5 separate regions of the Mus musculus genome follow, and all the other regions are linked to region 1. Evidence: chromatin contacts called from public HiChIP or PLAC-seq, Micro-C and capture Hi-C data. All regions are on one chromosome and are shown on one strand. The core of a region is the stretch at or near the end of the contact, and the rest is flanking DNA. Distances in the headings are between cores, read along the strand shown. Region 1 holds the start of Carmil3 (capping protein regulator and myosin 1 linker 3). Region 2 holds the start of Jph4 (junctophilin 4). Region 3 holds the start of Cbln3 (cerebellin 3 precursor protein). Region 4 holds the start of Ripk3 (receptor-interacting serine-threonine kinase 3). Region 5 has its middle 17 kb from the start of Dhrs2.

What was found. Hi-C and Micro-C count contacts between places; a contact is called where the count stands out from the background. HiChIP or PLAC-seq counts read pairs in DNA pulled down with a chosen protein or histone mark. Capture Hi-C pulls out chosen DNA fragments and counts their contacts.
Region 2: a contact with region 1 is called in an H3K4me3 HiChIP or PLAC-seq map of forebrain, with 5 times the contacts expected there. The contact joins the promoter of Jph4 here to the promoter of Carmil3 in region 1. A contact is called at or near these places in 27 of 39 promoter capture datasets (the 3T3-L1 cell line, 3T3-L1-derived adipocytes, the C10 cell line and 16 more), 3 of 15 datasets of contacts at CTCF or cohesin (embryonic stem cells and stem cell-derived epiblast-like cells), 9 of 484 Hi-C or Micro-C datasets (B cells, cerebellar granule neurons, cerebral cortex and 3 more), 14 of 115 datasets of contacts at active chromatin or transcription factors (SST interneurons, VIP interneurons, bone marrow-derived macrophages and 9 more) and 1 of 9 other capture datasets (liver).
Region 3: a contact with region 1 is called in a Micro-C map of embryonic stem cells, with 1.6 times the contacts expected there. The contact joins the promoter of Cbln3 here to the promoter of Carmil3 in region 1. A contact is called at or near these places in 9 of 39 promoter capture datasets (the C10 cell line, cranial neural crest, embryonic stem cells and 6 more), 1 of 15 datasets of contacts at CTCF or cohesin (large pre-B cells), 5 of 484 Hi-C or Micro-C datasets (the P5424 cell line, cerebellum, embryonic stem cells and 2 more), 1 of 115 datasets of contacts at active chromatin or transcription factors (memory CD8 T cells) and 3 of 9 other capture datasets (adipose tissue, liver and macrophages).
Region 4: a contact with region 1 is called in a capture Hi-C map of macrophages, with 2.3 times the contacts expected there. The contact joins the promoter of Ripk3 here to the promoter of Carmil3 in region 1. A contact is called at or near these places in 10 of 39 promoter capture datasets (the C10 cell line, the SN4741 cell line, embryonic stem cells and 5 more), 1 of 15 datasets of contacts at CTCF or cohesin (large pre-B cells), 1 of 484 Hi-C or Micro-C datasets (pre-B cells) and 5 of 9 other capture datasets (adipose tissue, embryonic stem cells, liver and 2 more).
Region 5: an H3K4me3 HiChIP or PLAC-seq map of forebrain shows a contact between it and region 1, with 6 times the contacts expected there. The contact joins the enhancer-like site here to the promoter of Carmil3 in region 1. A contact is called at or near these places in 14 of 39 promoter capture datasets (the 3T3-L1 cell line, the HPC-7 cell line, cranial neural crest and 8 more), 3 of 115 datasets of contacts at active chromatin or transcription factors (SST interneurons, embryonic forebrain and forebrain) and 1 of 9 other capture datasets (adipose tissue).

What each region holds. Positions count from the first base shown.
Region 1 is chr14:55,489,759-55,492,538 of GRCm38.p6, forward strand. It overlaps Carmil3 (capping protein regulator and myosin 1 linker 3), which reads left to right and starts at 1,311. Exons shown (of 40, transcript NM_001374104.1): 1 at 1,311-1,525. The coding sequence starts at 1,486. Dhrs4 (dehydrogenase/reductase (SDR family) member 4) reads left to right here. Exons shown (of 8, transcript NM_001037938.2): 8 at 61-582. The coding sequence ends at 175.
Region 2 is chr14:55,115,400-55,118,255 of GRCm38.p6, forward strand. Jph4 (junctophilin 4) reads right to left here and starts at 1,536. Exons shown (of 6, transcript NM_177049.5): 1 at 592-1,536; 2 at 1-46.
Region 3 is chr14:55,882,986-55,885,685 of GRCm38.p6, forward strand. Cbln3 (cerebellin 3 precursor protein) reads right to left here and starts at 1,271. Exons shown (of 3, transcript NM_019820.3): 1 at 927-1,271; 2 at 482-601; 3 at 1-192. The coding sequence starts at 1,202. Khnyn (KH and NYN domain containing) reads left to right here and starts at 1,957. Exons shown (of 8, transcript NM_027143.3): 1 at 1,957-2,157.
Region 4 is chr14:55,787,491-55,790,361 of GRCm38.p6, forward strand. It overlaps Ripk3 (receptor-interacting serine-threonine kinase 3), which reads right to left and starts at 1,367. Exons shown (of 10, transcript NM_019955.2): 1 at 1,127-1,367; 2 at 748-891; 3 at 334-643. The coding sequence starts at 1,146. The region is part of intron 2 of Gm32092 (a long non-coding RNA gene); the gene reads left to right.
Region 5 is chr14:55,203,830-55,206,529 of GRCm38.p6, forward strand. No RefSeq gene overlaps it. Among named protein-coding and RNA genes, the nearest start is that of Dhrs2, 17 kb to the right of the region's middle. Within about 2 kb of position 1,427, at least 52 of the 459 cell types and tissues checked have an H3K27ac peak or open chromatin away from gene starts, as enhancers often do. A contact at or near this core is called in forebrain, where this site is marked.

The DNA of each region.
Region 1 (2,780 bases), core at 61-2,560:
GATGAGAGAGGCTAGCTAACCTATTTGACAATTGCTTTCTCCTTGTCTCCTGTTTCCCAGGCTAGGCAAGCCAGAGGATTGTGCTGGCATAGTTTCCTTCTTATGCTCTGAAGACGCCAGTTACATCAATGGAGAGACCGTAGTAGTGGGGGGAGGAACCCCTTCTCGCCTCTGAGGACCCAGAAACAGCCTACCAGGGCAGGTGTGTGGGGCGGGCTCAGTCCACCTTGCCTCTGTCGCCCTTCGTTGCCACCACCTAACATCTTGTTCACCTCACAAAATCAGTTCTGCCCAGTGATAAGTTCCTGCTTTCCCTGTGGTCGAAGTGTGGTCAGATGAGCATCCTTGCTGTTGCTATGGCCTTGAAAACGGCTTTGGGGAGGGGGCGGGAAGCTGGGGGATAGGTAGTGGGAAAAGGGCTTGCTGAGAAGACTGTGGCTACTTTAGTGAAGATCAAATCCCTCTCATCCTCGCCTCTGGACACTTTGAGGAGAGATAGAAGGGACAGACCTGAACAGAGATAGAAATTAACAATTTACGTATAAGGTACAAATAAAATGAAGATGATCGCGTTGCTCTGAATCAGTGCGTGTTTATTTCTCAATGTGAGGTGCTTAGTGTATCTGAGAAGTCTAAGCAGTGCTGGATCTCTGAATTCTCCCTAGCCCTCCTCCCTATCTCCAAGGCCTGAGCTTGCCGCTCAAGGGTGGTTACGTCTGCCTGCCACGGAGCTGCTTGCCAGCTGTTGGGGGAGGTAGCTCGGGAACTCCCAGGTGCTACTCTTAGCCTCACACCCCCAGGGACGGTGCCAAGGACGCCACGGGGATCCCCGAGACTAGACTAGCGAGCAAAAAAAAAAAAAAAAAAAAAAAAAAAAAGAAGAAGAAGAAGAAGAACTAACTCCCTCCCGCACGTTCGGACAGGTCTTTTTGCAGCATCGTCCTTGATTCAGAGTTCCCTCCAGGGTCAGCAAGGACGAGCTGGACCGTTCCTGAGCTGGAAGGAGTGGGAGGGCGGGGCCATACAAGAATGACCCGGGGAGGGGTACCGAAGCACATAAACAAAGAAATTGAAGAATTCTGCTTCGGGTGGCCGAGGCGTGGGTGGCACGCCAGTAGAAACGCTGCACCCCGCCCCTGAGATAGCTCGGACACCAGGCGCCGCGCTCCGGGCTTCTCACGAGGTAGTCCGCGGGAGGGGTCGTCGCGAGCGCGCGCGGGGTCTCACGCGGCTCGGAAGCTCAGCGCGCATGCTCCATTGGCCAACTCTCCGGGAGGGGCGGGAGACCCAGAGCTCAGTAGCCGGGGGGGAGGAGCGCTCGCGCAGCCGCCCCTGACGGGAGCGGGCTCCGCCGCTACTGCAGCGCTCAGCGCCGGGCCCTGCCGGAGCCGGGACTAGCATGTGCGGCGCCTCTCGGGAGGCGGCGGCGGCGGCGGCTCCTCTGCAGCAGCAGCGGCGGCGGCGGCAGCAGCAGCGGCGGCCGCCATGGCCAAGGCCAGCGTGGAGCTCACCCGCGAGCTGCAAGGTACGAGGTTGCCTTCATCTCCGGACACCGGGTCCGCGAGCATCGAGACCCAGTGCTTTCCTGCGGTACACCCCAGCCCGGCGCCTCCCGCCCCCTCACGCATCCCTCGCTCTTAGGCAGTCCCTTCCTCTGAATCTCTAGACCCAGCTTTGCTTTCCGTGGAGCATCCTTCTCTGCCCCACTCGCCTCACCCTATCAGAACCTTCCTGTCCCGGAGCCGCCCGTCCCGCTCTTTGGTGACAGGAGCAGTTCCCTGGCGCTCTTGGGGGCTGATTCTCAGCGTTCTTGACCCACCCCTCTGCAAAGCATCCAGTCTTCCCTCCGGAGAGTCCCAGCTTTCTCCCACCCTCGCCGGGCGGGGCCAGGCGTTGGGAGCTGCCCCTGGTCCTGACTGCTGCTTATCTCAACACCCTCCCTCCTCCCGGCCCCGCCCCGGAACTGGCCCTAGAGAGGCCCCTAGCGCCTAGGCCAGTGGGGCATAGGAGGGGAGTCCAGGCAGAGGCCCCGACTGAAGCTAAAACCAAAAGCTAGGTTTCTGCGGCTCATTTCCAACAGCCCCCGTCCCAGCCTGCCCCCTTCTCCTCACCCACCATCCACACACATCTCAAGAGCTCTCTGGACCAGTGATTCCCAGATGTTTTTCCTCTAATTACACCCCCCCCCAGACCCTCCAGCCCTGCCACAACCCTGATCCTCAAAGGTAGGAGCACAGGCTAGCCCATGCAGAAAGCAGGACGCTCAAGGATACTCAGAGCTCTATTGCACTCTGGAGATCTCTGACACCTACACATGCACAGTCACGAGATGTTTGTACACACACCTTACAGAAACTGCACACATCTATGCACACCACACCACACCACACACACACACACACACACACACACACACACACACACACACACCACACACACATAATACTTGGATGGGTCTGTCAGAAAACGGATATGGGCTCACTGGAACATTAAACCCTTCTCTCACCCCACCCTCCTCACAAGAACTGTCTGGCACCGGTCCCCTTTCATATGCAAGCCAGCACTCATTCACACTTTCCTATCCCCACAAATGCCATACTCGGTTCCCTGCCATCATCAGAAGACAGGCATGCAGCCATAATAAAAAACAGATTCTCATACCCCAGAGCACCTAGGGTACAGTCAAGGAACATTCCTATCCTGGACTCCCAAACCCCTACAGAGAGGGGGGAGAGGGAGGGAGAGAGAGAGAGAGAGAGAGAGAGAGAGAGAGAGAGAGA
Region 2 (2,856 bases), core at 286-2,785, 370 kb before region 1:
GGGGCCCCAGCGCGGGCAGGCAGGGCCGGACCCTCATCCTGAGTGGCTGCGGAGAAAGAGGGGTGCAAGTGGAGAGCGAGGCAAGTGGAAAGCGAGGTCCCCTTCTTTGCCAGCCGCTCCCCTGCCGGTAGCTTTAGGGCATCAGCACCGCCCTCCAGCCCTCCTCCCATCCCCCCTAGGCAGCATCTTTTAGCAGCTCCCAAGCGGTGAGGGCAAGGGGGCTTTCCCATCCCTCCCAACTTGTAGAGGGCGCCTCCCGGGACTTGGGGTCCCAGCGCTGATCCCGAGTCCTACTTTTCCAACCCAGAACCCCAGAGTGTGGAGCGTGGATGGCAGTTGGAGGTGGGGGACCTGGGAGGGGCCAGGGCAGGGTCTTCCGACACCTGCTTTCCTGGCGATTTGGACCCCTCTGCCTGGATTCTTTGGCTCCGCTAGCAAACCCGGGTGCGGGGGAGGCAAGGGGGTAAAAATGTAGCTAGCTAGAAAGCCGGCCCCAGGTGGGCCGATGGTAGAATGGGGATGTTGGGGGTGGGGTGGGGGATGAGGGTAGGGATGGGCAGACTGGCGAAAGGGAGGGGACAGGTTACTCACCATGTGTGCTGGGGCTCAGGCTGCCTCCCAGGCGCAGTTTCCATGGCAGGGTCCCTCCACTCACACCTCACCAGGACAAGCCAAGCCCCCTTCCCTTCCGGAGAGACTGCTACAACCCAGAGAAGGAAGGTGGGGGAGCTATGGGAGAGTCCCTTTTCCTCGGCTGAAGGTGCAGGCTAGTGTGGGGGGTGAGGTAGTGGCAGGGTGGAGGGGATGAGAATAAGTGTAGGGGGAAAAAAATCTGTCTTGAACGGAGACAGCGAAGAGGAGCTGGGGGCTGGATGGGAAAGGGGAGGGGGCTATCAAGAAGGGGTGTTTTTATTTTTTTCTTCTTATGGTTGGGAGAGGAAAAAAAAAATCAAAATTCCAATTCCATCCCAGCACAAATCAATGTTTGCTCCAAACCCAGCATCAAGGGGGAGGCTGGGCCAGGCAGATTTAAAGGGGCAGAGAGAAGCGGAGAGGAGAGGGTGGGGAGAGAGTCAGTGGCAGTGGGGGTGGTGCGAGGATGCTCAGGCAGAAAAAAAGGGGGTTCGCTACCCCTGAGGTGAGGGAGAAGGCAGGCGGAGAGGAGAATGGAAGGCTCAGAGACCCCCACGGTGGAAAGAAACCGTGGCATGCAGGCAGGGAGTGGAGTGAGGTGGAGGGAGGGGAGGGGAGAGGAGCTAGGGGGAGGAGTCTTAAGATGGGGAGGCAGGGGGAGGCCAGAGCCAGGCGGGGGAGGAGAGATGCTGGGGAGACCGGGAGTGCGAGAGGAATACAAAGAATGAGGTGCAGGGGTGAGAGCTATGGCAGGGGGAGATATAGCCGGCATGGGAGATGGCGAGGGAGACCCATTCCAGGACTCTTGAGAGATAGCTAGGGAGAGAAGTCAAGGGTGGAGGGAAGGAGGGGAGCAGAATCACATAGGGAGAAGAAGAGAGCGAAATAAGGCTCGCGACGAGCGGGAGAAAGCTCTGCAGAGAAAGGGCAGGCATGAGAATAGAAATCCCGGCAGGAAGAGCCCACATGGAGACAGGAGGTCCGGAAGTGGTGTTTATGAGGACCCTGGGGAGAGGGATGAACCTGCCAGCTGCTTGGCCGGAAGCCAGGAGGCATTTGAACGTGGATACCTCTGCCCATTCAGCTCAAACTCCTCCACCAGACAGCGCCCACCCTGTCACAGTTTTAGAGGTAGCTTGAGATGGGGCCCTGTCTGGAGGCCCCACTAAGCTAATGCACACAATATTCCGCGGACACCAACAGTTTGTCTAGGATGGGCCCTCTGAAGGGAGTGTTGGTATGTTCATTAAGGGGGCTCAAATTTGAGGAGGCCACCAAGATCTTAGGGCTCTGGAGTCTTCTCTTTCACAACACAGCAAATTACACAAGTTTGCTTGAGCAGGCTTTTGCTGTGGCCCCTTAAGCCCATCATCGACCTCTTCGAGTCCACTCTCCAGATTGACAGCACAAGTAGACCACACAGGTATTCACGTACTGCATTCCCTCCCTTCTCAGCTTCCTCTGGCCTGCCCCTGCGTGTTTACAGGGAAGGAGGCACCAGTGTGCTCAATTGCCTTTCTTTCCCCATAGGACCTAGTCCCCGCTGCCCACCCCTCATCCCCACACCTGATTTAAAGAGATCCAGAGCCCCGAGGGGGAAGTCATTCACCAAGGGGCACACTGGCAAAGTTGGCAAAGCTAGAAGTAGAACACTAAACGCAGACTTTTATTTTTGTTGGTGTTGGGAACGGAATTCTGGTTCTTGGGATAAAGCGCGTGCTCTATCACTGGGCTCTAGCTGGCAGCTTGGTGTCTTTCGAGCCCTTCAGTTCTTCCAGATGTCTGTGCTTGGGAGCATCCCCTAAAGTCAGGGTTACATTGGGTACTTTGGTAAAATAAAGAGTATGAAGATCGAAATAAACAGGGATTTCTCTTGTACACACACACACAGGCACATGTGTGTGCATACTACACACTATGTATATATTAGTGGGGTGGTGGTGTGTGCATGTGTCAGAGAGAGAGAGAGAGAGAGAGAGAGAGAGAGAGAGAGAGAGAGATATCAGAGGAAGTCCTTGTCTTCTGTCTTGTTGAGATAGCTCTTGTCTCCTCTGTGTAATGTACTCCAGGCTAGTTGGCCTGATCCTCTTGTGGACTCCCATCTTTCCTTAGGAGTGCTAGGCTTAGATGTGGGCCACTGCATCTGGCTTCTCACCTAGGATCCATGGATTGAGCTCAGGCTGTAGGCTTGTGTGTCTGCTGAGCTATATCCCTAAATCACAT
Region 3 (2,700 bases), core at 21-2,520, 390 kb after region 1:
TGGGAAGATGAGGAAGCCTGAGAAGCTCGAATACTTCCAGCCACCCAGAAGATTCCCCCGACGCAGGCGCAGGGACACACGGTCCCCCGGGTCCAGGGGAAGCAGCACAGAGCTTGTGGCTGCCTCTCGGGTCACATCAGGGTCATTTGCAAAGGCTGAGATGACCGGCCATGTGTTCAGCATCAGACTCACCTGGGGAGGGGAGCCCAGTTAGCATCTATGTCCTAGTCCTTAGCTCAGGACACCCCGCCCCCCATCCTCCCAAGAGTTTTCTTTTGGGAACTTGAGGGTCAGTGGGCTCTCCAGTGAGCACTGAGGGGTGGCCAGTGTTGGGTTCTGTACATCTGCCATACCCTGCTAGCCTTTCCTCCCTTGCTCCTGGTCCCTGGGATACAGGTCCAACAGAAGGGCTATCCAGGGATGTGCTGCGGTCCACTATGACCCTCCCTTCCCCCCGGAGGTGGACTGGCACTTAGGTCACCTGGACAGTTTGGCGGTTGTACACCTTGACCACGTGGAATCGGAAGCTGTAGACTCCACGGACAGGGGCCACGAAGCAGCCCGAGGTCCGATCAAAGCCCTCGCCCTCATTGACCAGTACCTGTGGGGAAGCAGATTGTGTTGAGAGGGATTCTGGGTGCCGGGAGCTCAGGAGCATCACTGGGTTGGCATTTGTGCAGTGGGTGAGGAGAGAAGGGGTGGCAAACGGGTGTGACAGGAATGTGTAGAGTCAAAAACTATGAGGAAGGGCTACGGTGCTGTGTGTATGAATGAAAGAAGGCCAACCAACGGTCAGTGGCCATCTTAGAGGAAGGTGGTGCAAGAGATGCAGGTAATGGTTTCCTTGGAGTCCGAGGGATGCAAAGGGGCTTGGACAGTAGAGTCCAGGTCCTTGCATGTCTTCCGGACAGAGGCAGAGGGATTACCTGGTCGAAGTAGATGGCACCACTGGTACCGTTGCCGGTTTCTCCTGCTGGTTCATGGTGATGGCTTCGGACTGCAGCAAACGCCACTCGTCCTGGGGGTGCCTCTCCCAGGGCTGCACCCCCAGGTCCTCCTGCAGTAGGTCGGCCTGGCTCACAGACCACCAGGCACTCCCCCTCCAGTAGGACAGGCTCTGACCCTTCTTGAGCCCACCCAGCCTCCAGGGTCAGAAGCACCAGGGCCAAGGACAGCTTGGGTTTGTGCCATTCCGTCCCCATCCTTGCTAGGTGCCTCTGTAACTCACAGATTTTCCTGTCTTCTGTCCCCTTGGCTCTCCCCCCTCTGCTTCAAGGCTTCAGTACTCCTGCCCTGCTCTGCTGTCCTCTGTGAGTCTGGCACCTAGCCCGGGCACTCCCCTCCCTGTATCTTTTTGTGTCCCACAGCTCTGCCTGGCCTTACTACTGCTGTCTCTGCGGATCCCTCCTCCTTGGCAGAGCATGGAGTGACAGCAGTTGGGCCCTGGGAGGGAGAAGAGGAATGGAGAGAGGATATGAGGGCTCTAGCCACACAAGGGTGTGTACACACACACACACACACACACACACACACACGAAACAAAATTTCTTCAATTCCTTTCTCATCTTCTCCTTTTCAGTCTTTCTCCATGGGGTTTTCCTTATTGTGGCAAGGTGTGTGTCCTCATCTCCCCCCCCTTCCCCCCCTACTCCCCCAACTCTATCTACTTGGTGAAAGTGCTTGTGTCAAGGGCAGGATTCTCTTGTGACTCTGGACCAGTCACTTCTCTTGGAACCATCAACTGCAGAACTCCCAAGGACCCCAGGAACTGGAGGCGAACGTGAGAGTTGGCAGGAGGCGTTGGGGGTGGGGTGAGTGTCTGTGACCCGGTAGGCCCCGCAGGGGATGTGGAGGGCGGGTCGCTCGGCAGCAGGACAGCAGGCCGAGCCGGGGAGGAGGAGCGCAGCCCTGCCCCGAGCCCTGGCCAGTGCGGCCCTAGCGGGGGAGGAGCCGAGCTGGCTCCGCCCCGGGCCGGAAAGTGACTCCAAAGCCACAACGCGTTGTTGACGAGAGAAGTCTAGGTTGGGTGAAGGATCCGAGAAGGCCCTCCCAGATTCGGGCTCCCAGCCCCAGGCCCCTGGGGCGCGGGAGAAACGCGGGCCCCTCCTCCCCCGCCGCGGGCACCTAGAGGAGCGGGCGGAACTCGCGGCTTTGGCGGTAGGCGTCCCCCTTCCGGGCGATCGGGAGCTGAAGGCCGTGGCGGGAGGGTGGTCGGGCTGGGGGCGGCCGCCGCAGGCTGTGGGAGGGCGGGCTATGCCCCTGGGCCCCGGGTGGGATGCTTGACAGTGGACAAACGAGGAGGGGGGGCGGGGGCGGGGAGGTGGGAGTGGTTAGTGAAGGAATAAGGCGGATAGGGGAAACCCCCACCCCAGGACTACACTGTTAGAGCCTCTGGCGCGTATTCATTTCCCAAGAGGCCCTCCTCTACTCAAAAAATCCGAGACCTCTCAGCTCTGGGACTCTTTCCTCAAACCACCCACTTCTTGTGACCCTCAAAATGAGCTGGAGGCCCTCTCAACTCGTCCCTTCTCAGGGCGGTGGTCATCAGTTTTCTCTGGCCAGTCGCCCACCCCAGCTAGCCCTGTTTAAGAAGGGCTTACTCTCAGGGAGAGGCCTGTGTATAGATGATTTTCTATATTCTCCACCCGCGAGGTGGACTTGCTATCTCCTGGGGTTGTTTACCAGTTCTGTCACTAGGTG
Region 4 (2,871 bases), core at 117-2,616, 300 kb after region 1:
TTTTCCCTCTCTTGCTCCCCAGAAGATGCAGCAGCCTCAGCTTTTTGGAAGGTGTTATGGAGGACCAGAGGGAAGGTAAAGTCATTGAGAACTTAGCAGGAGATCTGAGTTGCTGATGGGCAGGCCTGAGATAAGTCAGCCTGGGTCCGTGAGGGTGCATTAGGCCTGTGGAACTGAGCCAGGGGGTTAAGAAGGGCGTCTGGTAAGGAGGGTCACCTGGTATGACTAGAAATAAAACTCCTAGTTGGGTCTTGTCATGTGTGTAGTCTTGTATTCAGAGGGACAGGTACTCAACATGGTCCCAAGTCTACACTAGGTTGTAGATGGACTAACCTTGGCGTGGAGCTCTGGATCCAGCAGAATGTTAGAGGGCTTGAGGTCCCGGTGCAGGAGCGGAGGGTTCAAGCTGTGTAGGTAGCACATCCCCAGCACCACTTCCTGCAGCAGGCGACAGAGGAGTGGCCAGGGCCGAGGGCACTCGGGTTGCAGCAGCCCTGCGAGGGAGCCATTCTCCATGAATCTTGTCACCAGAGCCTGCCCGGACACGAAGTCCCACTGGAGGTCCTCAGTGACCCCCAGCAGGAGCAGAACGTTCTCATTACGAAGATTAACCATAGCCTTCACCTCCCAGGATATCTTCTTCCTACACGCCGAAAGGGGGCCAAAATTGGATTGCGCTCTGGAAGACCCCACCCTTGCCCCACTCAGGCTCGTGACCACACTCTGACTACAGCTGGGGTCACTCACGAGTTCACGATCTTGACTGCTACATCATGGTTCCATGTTCTGTGGTGTGCCCGGAACACGACTCCGAACCCTCCTTTACCCACAAACTCCAGCTTCTTCAGTTCTTCACGGCTCACCAGAGGAACCGCTGACGCACCAGTAGGCCTGAGAAAGGTTCTTGTCCGGTAGGGGGCCCATCCCCCAGCCTAGCGCATCCTCTGTCTCCCAAGCTCCGGGATTCCGTGACTGCGCGTGGGCAGCGTAGGCAGCGAGTCTAGCCTCCCCACTGCTGCCCGCCTCACCCCCAGCTTTGTCCCCTGCCTCAGAAAAGGCGTCCTTTGAGTGTGTCCCCGGGCCACCTGTGTGGGTGTGCCGGAGACACAGCTCACTCCCCACTCACCATAACTTGACAGAAGACATCGTCGGGAGCTAGCGGCTTCCTGGAGTTATGTGTGCACAGACGGAGCTGGAAACCCGACGTCTACGGCTCGGAGTGTGGACTGAGAGGAAGGCAGGGTCTGCAAAGGGAACAATCAGTAGGTCAAGGCACGGAGGTTCAGGCCCCGAATTCCGCTTCCCAGGTCGCTCCCCCGGACTTTGAATGAGCGACTTCACAACTTCCCTTTCAAATAAGAGGCTCCTTCTATCTCCGCCCCCTGGGGTGGAGCATTGAAAACTTTGGGGCTATTTCCTGTGCACGTGCCTTGAAACTGCTTCCACCCGAGAAGCGCCCAGGCACTGGGCGTGCCACAAAAGGTGTCCTCACCATCCAGGAACGATTGACTCCCCACGATAGCCAGTCTCTCTTGGACCCCTTAGCTCCACCGCTTGCCAACCACATTTTGATGAAGGGAGGATGGAGATCAGGAGGATTTTATGGTCCTAAGATCACGGAGTAACGCTTCTAGTAAGGGTTGTCTTGGGCCAGGTACACATACTGGCTTCTTAGATCAACCGTGTTTTCTTTTCTATAGAGGAGGAAACCCAAGTACTTAAAGTTTAAATCGCTTGGCCAAGTAAGTATGGGACTAGTTTAGAACCGAGTTCTGCTCCACCAAGGTAGCCCTTATTTTATTTATTTATTTATTTATTTATTTACTTACTTACTTACTTACTTACTTACTTACTTACTTTTGAGACAGGGTCTCTTTTTGGAGCCCTGGTTGATCTGGGACTCGAGTATACAGACCAGGTTGACTCAAACTCACAGAGAGCCATCTGCATCTGCCTCCTGACTAAATGCTGGGATTAAAGGTGTACGCCACCATGCTTGGCTTTCTTATTTATCTTAAAATTTATTTATGTGTGTGCATGACCATGCATGTGGTGAAGGGGTGCATGTCATGGTGTGTGTGTGTGTGTGTGTGTGTGTGTGTGTGTGTAGGTGTTCGACCTTGTTTGAGATAGGGTCAGTTTGTTCTCTGCTGTGTGCATAATGCTATGTGTTAGCCTGTTAATGTCCCAGTATTCTCCTGTCTCTCATCTTGCTGTAGGAACACTGGCATGGTATACATGGGCTACTGTCCCCAATGTCACTTTAGTTGTGGGAATATGAGTTCAGGTCCTCATGCTTGCATGACAAGAATTTTGCCTACTAAGCGGCACACACACACACACACACACACACACACACACACTCCAGCTCAAGTTAGCTTATTCTTCTTGACAATGCCTCTGGGCTATATAAATCTACCTGTGGTGCAGGTAAGGTATGAGGCACGCAGTATGCACTAAAGGACCTCTTGGAATCCCTGCTCAGCAAGAGCAGCTACTAAGTAGGGGTTGTGGAGCTGGAAGGCCCAGGGTCTATGCCAGGGTGTTGTAATGAGGATAGGTGTGCTGGCCCTGCAATCGAGCCACTGCTGCTGTGATGGCCTCTGTAGCAGCTCTAAGGGCTTCCCACCCTTCCCCTTGTGTGATACCTTTGGCAAGTAAATACTCTGATTCATGCTTCAGGCAAGCATGGCATATATTCTCCATGAAAGCTTTTCAAGATCCTAGAGTGTCAGACTGTTGGGTAACAGGACTGGTGGTGCACACCTTTAATCCCAGCCCTCAGGAAGCAGAGGCAGGCAGACCTCTAGGACCAGCCTGGTCTACATAAGGAGTTTGAGGCCAGGTTAGCTACATAGCAAAACCTTGTCT
Region 5 (2,700 bases), core at 177-2,676, 290 kb before region 1:
ATATGCTCTTAACTGCTGAATCATCTCTCTAGCCCGTATTTTTTAAAATTACCTCCCTCCTCTCTTTCCCTGTCTCTCAGTCTCTCTGTGTGAAGGTGAGTGGTGAGTGCAGGTGCCTATAGAAGCCAGAAACCACCAGGTCCTCTAGAGCTGGGATTACAGGCAGTGGAGAGCCACCTGATGTGGGTGTTGGGAACTGAACTCCAGTTCTCCGAAAAGAAGCAAGCAGCCTTAGCTGGAGTCCTCTCTCCAGTCCCTGAGCTGGAATGTGCTATTGGATTTTTGTTATTATTATCTTTTAAATCTGTCTTTGGAATTAGGGTAATGCTGGCTTTTTGAGTTTGGTTGTGTTCCTTCTCTTTCTCGTTGATGGAATGGCTTGAGAAGTGTTGATGTTGGATCTGCCTTAAAGTGTTGATAAAATTCATCAGAGAATCTGCAGGGAGCCTTTTCATAGGGAGGCTTAAATCACTGCTTCAATCTCATTGTTTGCTAACAGTTTGTTTAAATTGTTTCTGTAGTCTGGCTTTGATATTGGTAGGTCACATTAGTTTGAAAATTTAGCCATTATTTTGGGTTTCCCAGGTTTTTAAAATAAAGCTTTTCTCAGTCTTTCCAAAGTATTGTCTGGGTTTCATTGGCATCTGTTGTAACAACTCTTCTTTAATCCCTTAGTTTCTTTATTTGTATCTTCTTCTTTGTGTTGGTTTAGCTAAGGGTTTGCTATACTGTCAATCGTCTCAAAGAACCAACTATTTGCTTAAGTGATTTTTTAAAAGAACTTTAAAATTCTTTCTCTCTCCCCCATCCCCCACCCTCCCTCTCTCCCTCCCTCCCTGTGTGTGTGTGTGTGTGTGTGTGTGTGTGTGTTGGATATTTGCATGCTTATATGGTGCACACAGATGCTAGAAACACTGGGTTCCCACAAAGATGGATGTATAAGTGGTTGAGAACTGCCAGATGTGCCAGCTGTATGTGCTCTTGACTTCTGTGCCGTCTCTCCAGGCCCTGTTTGAAAGATTTTATGTATCGTTCTCTTAGTATTTATTGTGTGTGTGTGTGTGTGTGTGTGTGTGTGTGTTTTAAAATCTAATCTTATGTTTGTTACTGTGTATTGGGCTTGGGTTTGGCTTCTTCCTGTTTATCTGAAGGAGCCTGAAGGGGCATCATTAGGTCATTTGCTTGAGGGGTCTCTAATGTCAACATGAGCACTTACTGCTAATTCTTTCTTTCAGAACTCTTGGCTGTGTTCTAGAGGTTCTCTGGGCTGTGTGTGACTTTGACTCGGAATTAATCTTTGATTTCTTCAGTAGCCTACTGTTCATTCAAAACTGTTTTCTTCACTTTCCATGTATTTCTGTAGTTGCTGTGGTTACTATGGCTGTGGTTGCTATGGCTGTGGTTGCTATGACTGTGGTTGCTATGACTGTGGTTGCTATGGCTGTGGTTTCTATGGCCGTGGATTTGTAGTTTTATTCCACTGTGGTCTGATAAGGAGCCAGGAATGATTTTGAATTTTTTTTCTTGTACTTCTTAAGGTTTGCTTTGTGGCCTATGATGTGATCAATTTTAGAGAAGGCTCCATCTGTCACTGAGAAGAGTGTGTATTCTTAACTTTTGGATGGAATAGTCCAGAAATACCTTTTAATCAAGTTGTTCTATGATCCAATTTAGCTGTGAGGCTTCATTACTGATTTTACTTTAGAAGACCTATCTCATGACGAGAGGAGGGTATAGAAGCTCCTCACTACCTCTGCATCAGGACCAGCATGGCCTTTTATTCCTTTGGTATCTGTTTAAAAAAACTGAGAGCCCCAATGTTTGTTGCATAAGTCCTTATAATTGTTATATGCCCCTGATGGTTTGTTTCCTTTATTAATATATAGTGGCCTTTAAAACTCTCTTCTGACCAGTTCTGCTTGAAGTATACTTAATCAGATGGAAGAATCAGCCTATAGGCTGCTGTATCTTCTGTTAGAACTCTCCAGCATTTGATTCAGTTTTGGGATGTCTTTCCAAGTTAAGTGAGTTTCTTGGGTACCACAGATATTGGATCTTATATATTTTTAAATTCATTTAGTCTACATTTTTATTGATGGATTATTTATTAACAAGGTTGTTATTGGGATGAGCTTGGTATTTCCTATGATTTTGCTAATTGTCCTGGTCAGTCAGATTACCTGTGCTTCTCTCATTCCTACTCTGTTAGTGTTAGCAGTTTTCTGGTTTGCTATGTTGGGCATGGTTGGGTTGGATCTCTCCTGCTCTTTCATTATCCGTTCCTCTCAGGGGATGAACTTTCTTGCAGGCGAGACTTCCTCCTCTTTTTCTGTATACTATTTCTTTAAGCATTTTCCACAGTGCTGGCTTCATTGCTACACGTTGGCTTAATTTCGTTTTGTCTTCAAATATTTTCAGTTCTCTATCAATTTAAAGAGGTAACTGTGTTAGATAAAGCCATTTTGGTTGTGTCGTTTACTCTCAGAGGTTTAAATATACCATGCTATGCTTTCAGGGTTGCTGGTGAAGCTCTGACATTGTGATGTTTCTGATGATGTGTTGTTGGTGTTTTCTTCCCCTCAGAGCTTGTCATACTGTTTCTTTGTTTTGCATTTTTGACTATGAGATGTCATGGGGAGGTGGTTTACTGCTCATGTTTATTGTTTACATGGCTCTTGTGTTTAGATGTCCATTTCTTTT